Linked DNA regions of Macaca mulatta: region 1 is linked to region 2. A link is a contact called in public Hi-C data. All regions are on one chromosome and are shown on one strand. Each heading gives the region's core, a stretch centred on a gene start, on an enhancer-like site or on the middle of the called end of the contact. The rest is flanking DNA. Distances are from core to core; before and after follow the strand shown. Region 1 holds the start of ACBD5 (acyl-CoA binding domain containing 5). Region 2 holds the start of MASTL (microtubule associated serine/threonine kinase like).

The links. Hi-C and Micro-C count contacts between places; a contact is called where the count stands out from the background.
Region 1: a Hi-C map of liver shows a contact between it and region 2, with 2.5 times the contacts expected there. The contact joins the promoter of ACBD5 here to the promoter of MASTL in region 2. A contact is called at or near these places in 6 of 14 Hi-C or Micro-C datasets (CD4 T cells, blood, cortical neurons and 3 more).

The regions. Positions count from the first base shown.
Region 1 is chr9:28,548,775-28,552,492 of T2T-MMU8v2.0, forward strand. It overlaps ACBD5 (acyl-CoA binding domain containing 5), which reads right to left and starts at 1,942. Exons shown (of 14, transcript XM_077946067.1): 1 at 1,890-1,942; 2 at 1,196-1,280; 3 at 131-286. The coding sequence starts at 206.
Region 2 is chr9:28,466,672-28,470,105 of T2T-MMU8v2.0, forward strand. It overlaps MASTL (microtubule associated serine/threonine kinase like), which reads left to right and starts at 1,466. Exons shown (of 12, transcript XM_077946061.1): 1 at 1,466-1,548. It overlaps YME1L1 (YME1 like 1 ATPase), which reads right to left and starts at 1,418. Exons shown (of 19, transcript XM_002805592.4): 1 at 1,212-1,418. The coding sequence starts at 1,244.

The DNA.
Region 1 (3,718 bases), core at 692-3,191, 83 kb after region 2:
TACATGGCTCCTACACGGAAAAAAAAGTAGGCTAAATAAACAACACTAGAACCAAAAAGTGAAAAGAGGTAAGCCGGGGCTTCGGGGCTCTCTGCAGCAGACGTCTCCAGCCGGGGCCCAGCGCACGTACCATTCTTCGGCAAACTCTGGATCACCTTCACTGCCGCCTCAAACCTGGTCTCGTGCACGGATCTCGTGTCCGCCATCTCCAGCTGCCAGCGTCTGCCCCGGTCCCAAGGTCTGTCGGCGGGAATCAGGCAGCAGCAGCACCAGCTTTCCCAAGAGCCTGCATGAAACTGGAACATGGAGCGCAGCCGCGGATCAACATGCCCCAAAGGGAGGAGGCCCGGGAGCGAAGCGGGTCAGTTTGTTCCCCTTTGCCCTGCCCTATCCAGGCCACACGGATCGAAGCGGCCAGGCTCCTTCCTCCTCCCCCGGGGCGTGACTAAGGCCACAAATCCGGCCCGCGACGACAGCAAAACAACTCACCGAGAGGAAGAGCATGTCTAGCAGAAGACAGAGGGGGTCCGGGCACCGGTAGCCGCGGAGCCGCTCTCCCACCCTGGGGACCCTGGCGGAGCAGCCACACCCCCCATTCCGCTGGAGTCCGTCTGTCAGTCCGTGCCCTCCCCACAGCCCCGCCCCAGAGTCACCGGAGGATCCACTGGCGTCGCCGCCGCAGCGGCAGTGCGCAAACCCCACCCACTCGACCCGCCGCCGCGGCGAGGACGCGCGCGGTCCGTCTGTCCCCAGAGGAGGGTCCGGGAAGCGAGGAAAGGAGGAGAGAGAACCTTCCAGGGGGCCACAGTCCCGGCTCGGTGCGGGGAGCACCCTGTGCGCACTTTTGTTCAGAAGGGGGAAACCGAGGCCGGACCTATGTGTCCGCTCTGGCAGCCGGGTGGACAAAGTGCGCGCTGGGGATGCGCGGTTGGGTTCTGCGCCTGGGCCCAAAGCTGCACTCGACGGCACCGCTGGGCAACAAAAATGACTCTGCGGTCCCCAGCGCCTGCACTCTCCTAAGTTAAGGTTTGAGGAAGGTAATGGGGCCTAAGCAAAGGGCTTTAAGTCGGGGCAGGTTCTGTGCGAAACTCCAGTACTGCCATTTAAATTATGTGACCTAGGGCAAGTCACTTAGCCTCTCCAGTGGCAATCGTGACACCACTCTAAAGGGTAGATGGAGAAAAGCATTGGGGACCTTGGATGGAGGTGCTCAGCAGTCCTTGGCCCGCAGGTCTTCGACAGTTTTCGCCGCCCTGAGCCAAGAACGTCCGAGGAGCAGCCTAAGGAGAGGGGAGGTCGTCGGCTCCTAAACTGGGCTGGGACGGAGGGCAACTTTCCCCTCTACTGCCTTTTCCACCCAGCCCCAGGGAGCCAGGCACCTCCCGCCGGATTTTATAGGAGACTGGGCTTGGGGACGGCCGGGCACAGTGGCTCACGCCTGTAATCTCGACACTTTGAGAGGCCGAGTGGGGAGGATCGCTTGAAGCCAGGAGTTCAAGACGAGCCTGGGCAATATGGCGAGACCCTGGCTCTATTTAAGAAACCAATAATTAAAAAAAAAAAAAAATTAAAAATAGGATACTGGGCGTGGAGGGAGGGGCCAATAACAGTATGGGTCGTCAATCCTAGATAGGGGGTACCCTGGGCCTTCAACTTACTAGCGCAACCCCCAGCGTCCTTAGGCATTTGGGAAGTGCCGCAGGCCCAGCGTTGGTGGGGGGACTGACTAGGTTGTGAGGGGTGGAGTCCTGGGGCCCGGAAATCCCAAAGTCTCCCGGATGGAAGAGTCGTTTTTGTCAGTTCGGGGATGGGTTAGGAGGGTTACTAGTAAAAATCTAGGCGCAGATCGTAAGTTACTCTTCCCTCGGAGCCGCGGCGCCGGCATTTACCTTGGTATTGCCGGGCAAGGCCTGTCCGGTAATGTCCCCGACGCCCGCCCCTCGCCCTGCCCCGCGGGCTTATGGGAAATGTAGTCCTCCGCTCTGCCGCGCTTCCGGATACCTCCCAGCGGCGGGCGGTATTCCTGCTAGATCTTCCGGTTCGGCGTCTCTGTCCAGGCGACGCAGCCGCCGTGCGACGGAAAGCCCTCCTTCCTAGCCGGTTGCATTTCGTGCTACCTCGAAATGCCACATCCGCTTCTTCCAGCTTAGCGGACAGTCGCTCAGTGGTGTCTTGAGACTGCGGCGGTGTCTGGAATTGCGGCTTCTCCAGCGCCCTCCGGAGGCTTTGCTTCGGGTTCGTCTAATACAACACAGGGGGAATCATTTGATCGTGAACGTTTCACGTTTCTTTGTCTTCAAAAATGAAGAGGACATTTTGTAAAATTACCACACAAAGATGAGGAATAGATTAGAGAACCAACTTGGGGTTGTAAATACTAAATAATTCCAAATGGTAATGTATGAGTGGCTAAAAAGCAGTGACACCTAACGCGTATTATTTTATTCCATAAAAGGAACAAACCTAAATTGAAGAAATATTCATTTCCCCCTTATTGGATTTAATAGAATCCTTTTCATTTTTAATGGGAAATAATAAATGTGACCTATAGATGTTTCAGTTGTTTAAATCGCCTTCTTTAGGGTGATCTCTGATGGGATTGAGGAAAATGAGCGGGTTTGGGGTTATCTTGGCCCAAAGTCCAGTTTGGATTTGCCGTTAGTTCACGGTGTGACACCGTCAAGAAACAAGCTCTGAAAAATTTGGTTTTCTCCGATAAAGAATGTGAAATTACCTAGCACGTAGTAGCCTTCAATATTTTTGTATTTCCTCTTTTTTGATACTTAGCTGAGCAATAAATATTGGACAGCAGTACGAGGGAAGGATCTGAATCAGGCAAGGAGGACGGGCACTGCCCAGGAGGAAAAAGCAAACAGGAAAGTGTGCTGAGCAGGTGCCTTGGCGAGGGAGAGAGGGAACGGAAATGTCTTCACACACCCCCAGAAAGAGAGAGAGAGAGAATGAAGTTTCTGTCTCTTACGTGATGTGTGAGTGGATGGACAGATTGTCCTCAGCTTTAAGGGCAATTCAGGGTGATCTGTCTTAAAATCGACGCTCTGTGGAATGAGAAAAATGCGCTCTGCAGGCCATGCCCACTGCGTGTGCTGGGAGGCTCTGCTACATCAAATGGGCAGATGCGCCGTCTCCACAGAGGCCCCAAGCCTGGGTGTGAGCCAAGGCTGCTTCGAACATATCCGCTATCTAAGGTGAGTCCCAGCAGGGGTCATTTATTTAAGAACCCTGGTGCTTTCCATGGTTGATTTGCTGGTAAATGACAGATGTGAGTGTGGTAAACATGTCTTGTCTCCCCACTGCACCCACCATCCTGTGCATCATGGAAACCTGTCTCGATGATCAGCGGCCATGTGTGATGGGGTGGAAGGGACAGTCTCCAGAGACAGAATCCTGGGACCTTCCCTGACTTCGCAACTTACTAGCTTTCTTGCCACATTATTTAGTTTTTTCAAGCCGTAGTTTCCTTAAAATGGTGAATATTATCAATCCCTATCCCATAGGAAATTTGGAGCACATGAGTTCATTCAAGTAAAGTATATCATTAGCAGGCCATAACACAGGCAGGAAGAAGAAAATACAATAATTGTGTGTGTGTGGTGGGGTGTCACATCTTCATAAAATTCAACCCTACCCCCATTTCAGTCACTTGTCAGGGAGGAAAGCCAAGAAGCCAATTCCGAGAGTTTAGTGTGACATCAGTGTC
Region 2 (3,434 bases), core at 216-2,715:
TTTACTCCCTGTATGATCTGCCTCAAGTCTTTTCTCCAACCTCTTCTGTCACTACCCCCTTTAATTACTATGTTCTAGCCACACTAGCCTTATTTTGGTTCCTCCAACCTGCTAAATCGTTTCCTAACTCAGGACCTCCAGGTATTTTTCTGTATGCCCGTGATACCTGTTCACTCTTCACCTGGTTAAGTCCTAGTCATATTTACTTCATATCAATATTAAGAGAAGATTCCACATTTGCTTTGCTCACCTGGTACATAACTGATGCCCAATAAACAAGCAGCTGCTTCAGTTCGTTAGCCAATACTAGCACAAAAAAATTAAAAATTCTTAAAATGAGGGGGAGTAAAAGTTACACAAAGGAACACAATCATATGCTTAAACCAAGAACCTGAGTGTCGATTTTCTTAAAAATTATTAAAAAAAAAAAAACTCAACGTTTTAAAAACTATTTCTTTGCAAAACTGTAGGAACTCTCAAAAAATCTATTAAAATGTTACCATCAAAAAAAGAGACTGGAATGAAGCAAGAATAAAACATTGTCATAAGTGACTGCCCATCAAAGAGCATACTGAAAACCCTTGAAATCATTTTTCTCTTCACTACCTTTTGTTTTACAAAACGATGAGGATGAGGCTGAATCAAAATTTTAACTGCAAACAGTTTACGACTCGAAAATACACGTTATTAGTTACTTCTGGTCAAAAAGAGAAAACTTGCAAGGCTGGCCATTCGAATTATTATACCATGTTTGGGTTAAATTTAAATTCCATTTAAAAAGAAAGAAAGAGCACGGGACAGGGGCTGTGAACACTAAAGCCACTAGAAAGTCGGAAGAAACGGGAACATTACCTGCTCCCTTTACATGTATGGTAGAGACATTTCCCCAGCCCCCACCCCAGAACGCCAGACACTGAACAATGCCGGACGGATTCTCTAGCAGAAATTCCACGCCATCAGTTCGGTAAGCCAGGGTCTCTCTCCATCACGCTCACATCCCGCCTCTGCCCCCAACAGCTTCATCGTCAGCCCTGAAGTCTCGGGCCCACTCTCAGCGACGTCCCCTGATCCACTCCTCAATCCTGGGACGCGCACTGAGTTCATCACTTCTTTCCTAGAGTCCTTTCTGAGAAATCGCTTCCAAGAGCGCAATTTGCAAACAGCCACGGGCAGGACGGGAGGGAAAAAAATGGGGTGAATGCCGCGCTTACCTGGGGTTGCACCGTGCTCGACAAGGAAAACATCTCCTGCGGGCCCTCAGCGACCTCACCCGCCTGCCGAAACTGTGCCCCTCTGTCGACGGCCCGGCGGGGAGGCGCCGAGCCCTTCTTTTTACCTTTTTCTCCGACCCGTTGCCCCGCACTCCTCCCAGAAACGGAAAATGGCCTCCCCTTCCTACAGCTACTGCAACGACAGACAATCCGCCCCGGAAGGTGAGGCGCAAACGCAACACTACTTCCGGGGCAAGTGAGTGCCCACACGGCCAAGTTCCTGAGCGTTCTTTCCCGCGGAAGTAGTTGACATTTACAAGGAACAGCGTCCCCAAAGGTCTTTAGCTGTTTTTTAACGAGAGAACAGCCTTTACCCTCTTTAGACTTTTCCTTTTTTTTTTTTCTGGAGACGGAGTTTCGTTCTTTCGCTCAGGCTGGAGTGCAGTGGCGCGATCTCGGCTCACTGCAACCTCCGCCCCCCGGGTTCAAGCGATTCTCCTGCCTCAGCCTCCCGAGTAGCTGGGATCACAGGTGCCCGCCACCACGCTCGGCTAATCTCCTCTTAAGACTCTCTACAGCTTCCTTATGAAATCTTCTGACTGGGCGCTGAGCAATAAGGTCTTTCACTACAATTTCGTGCTCTTTTCCTCACACTAAATCGAAAACTCTCCCTGTTGGTTCTGATCTGTTTCAGTCAGGCAAATTATATCCTGGGAAAACGTCAGATTACAGGGGCGGCCACCCGCTTCCTGCTCATCGTTTCTCCACATTCTGTGCCTTCACTAGCTTCCAGACCTCAGCCCTGGCTTTCGCTTTACTGTACAGTCCGAACTGGTTTCTACGCCTCGCGGGGGTGGGGAGGTCGTGTATGCGAGGAGGACCGCTTCCCACCAGCCTCGGTGGGAAGCCGGGAGAAATGTTTTCAAATCCTGCGATTCAGTGAAGCCCCAGTCGTCCCTTTACTGTCGGCCCAGAACTGTCTATGCCTCCTCCCTCATGAGGAATGACGTCAATAGTGCCGCAGTCGCGCCCACGACTAGTGTACTGCCGGGGACTCTGGGCTTTCCCGACGCCCCCTCCCTCCACGTCTGCGTAGGGGAGGTGACGGGGGCGGGGCACAGCGGCGCTGTGACGTCACGGCCGCGCGCGGCGTGGGCGGAGCCTCACTTTGAACCCAGTTGGCGGGAGTGGCTGCTGGGCGGGGGGCCGCGGCCGCGGGACCGCTGTAGGCTGGCTAGCGATGGAGCCCACCGCGGGAAGCAAGAAGGAGGCTGGAGGAGGCGCGGCGACCGAGGAGGGCGTGAATAGAATCTCGGTGCCAAAACCGCCCTCCATTGAGGAATTCAGCATCGTGAAGCCCATTAGCCGGGGCGCCTTCGGGAAAGTGTATCTGGGGCAGAAAGGCGGCAAATTGTATGCAGTAAAGGTAGGAAGTCAAGGAGGAGCAAAGGAAGGGGTCAGGCCCTTCGGCCCTCCTTCCTGCCCCCTGGCTTGGGCAGGCCCCGGGGCCGCTGGAGCAAGGAGTCTGGGTGGCCTTGCTTGCCTGGCTTGCTGAAGCCTTCAGAGCCCTGCAACATCCGCGATCGGGTCGGGTGTCTCACCTCTGTTCCGCCCTTCCCTCCATATCTCGGATGCCCAGTAGTTTGACCCTCTTCTCCCTTCCCAGCGTTAGCAAATGAGGAAACTGAGGCCAAAGGCAGAGGGACTTGACCGAAGTGATTACATCGGCCTTAGTACAACAGGGACTTAAAGCCAAAGCCGTGATTCGTAGTCTCACCCGTGCTTCGGTTAGGTTTCTAAATCCAAAAGGTTTTTAGTAATTAGTGGTTTTGTTTACCTTGTTTGTTTGCTTTGACGTGCAGAATCGCTGAAATTTTTCTACCGCAGAAGAGTGATTAATTTGTAGGCACTGATAACTTTTTGACTCTTAACCAGGAGAAAGATGTACTCTTTTCTGATAAGTCTTTACTAATTTTTTTTTAAAGACAGTCTTTCTCTGTCCCCCAGGCTGGAGTAGTGTGGCGCGATCCCGGCTCCCTGCAACCTCTGCCTCCTGGATTCAAGCGATTCTCCTGTCTCAGCCTCCCGAGTAACCGGGATTACAGGCGCGCGCCACCACACCTGGCTGATTTTTGTATTTTTTTGGGTAGAGATTGAGTTTCGCCATGTTGTTTTCGCTATGTTGACCAGACTGGTCTGGAGCTCCTGACCTCATGTGATCCG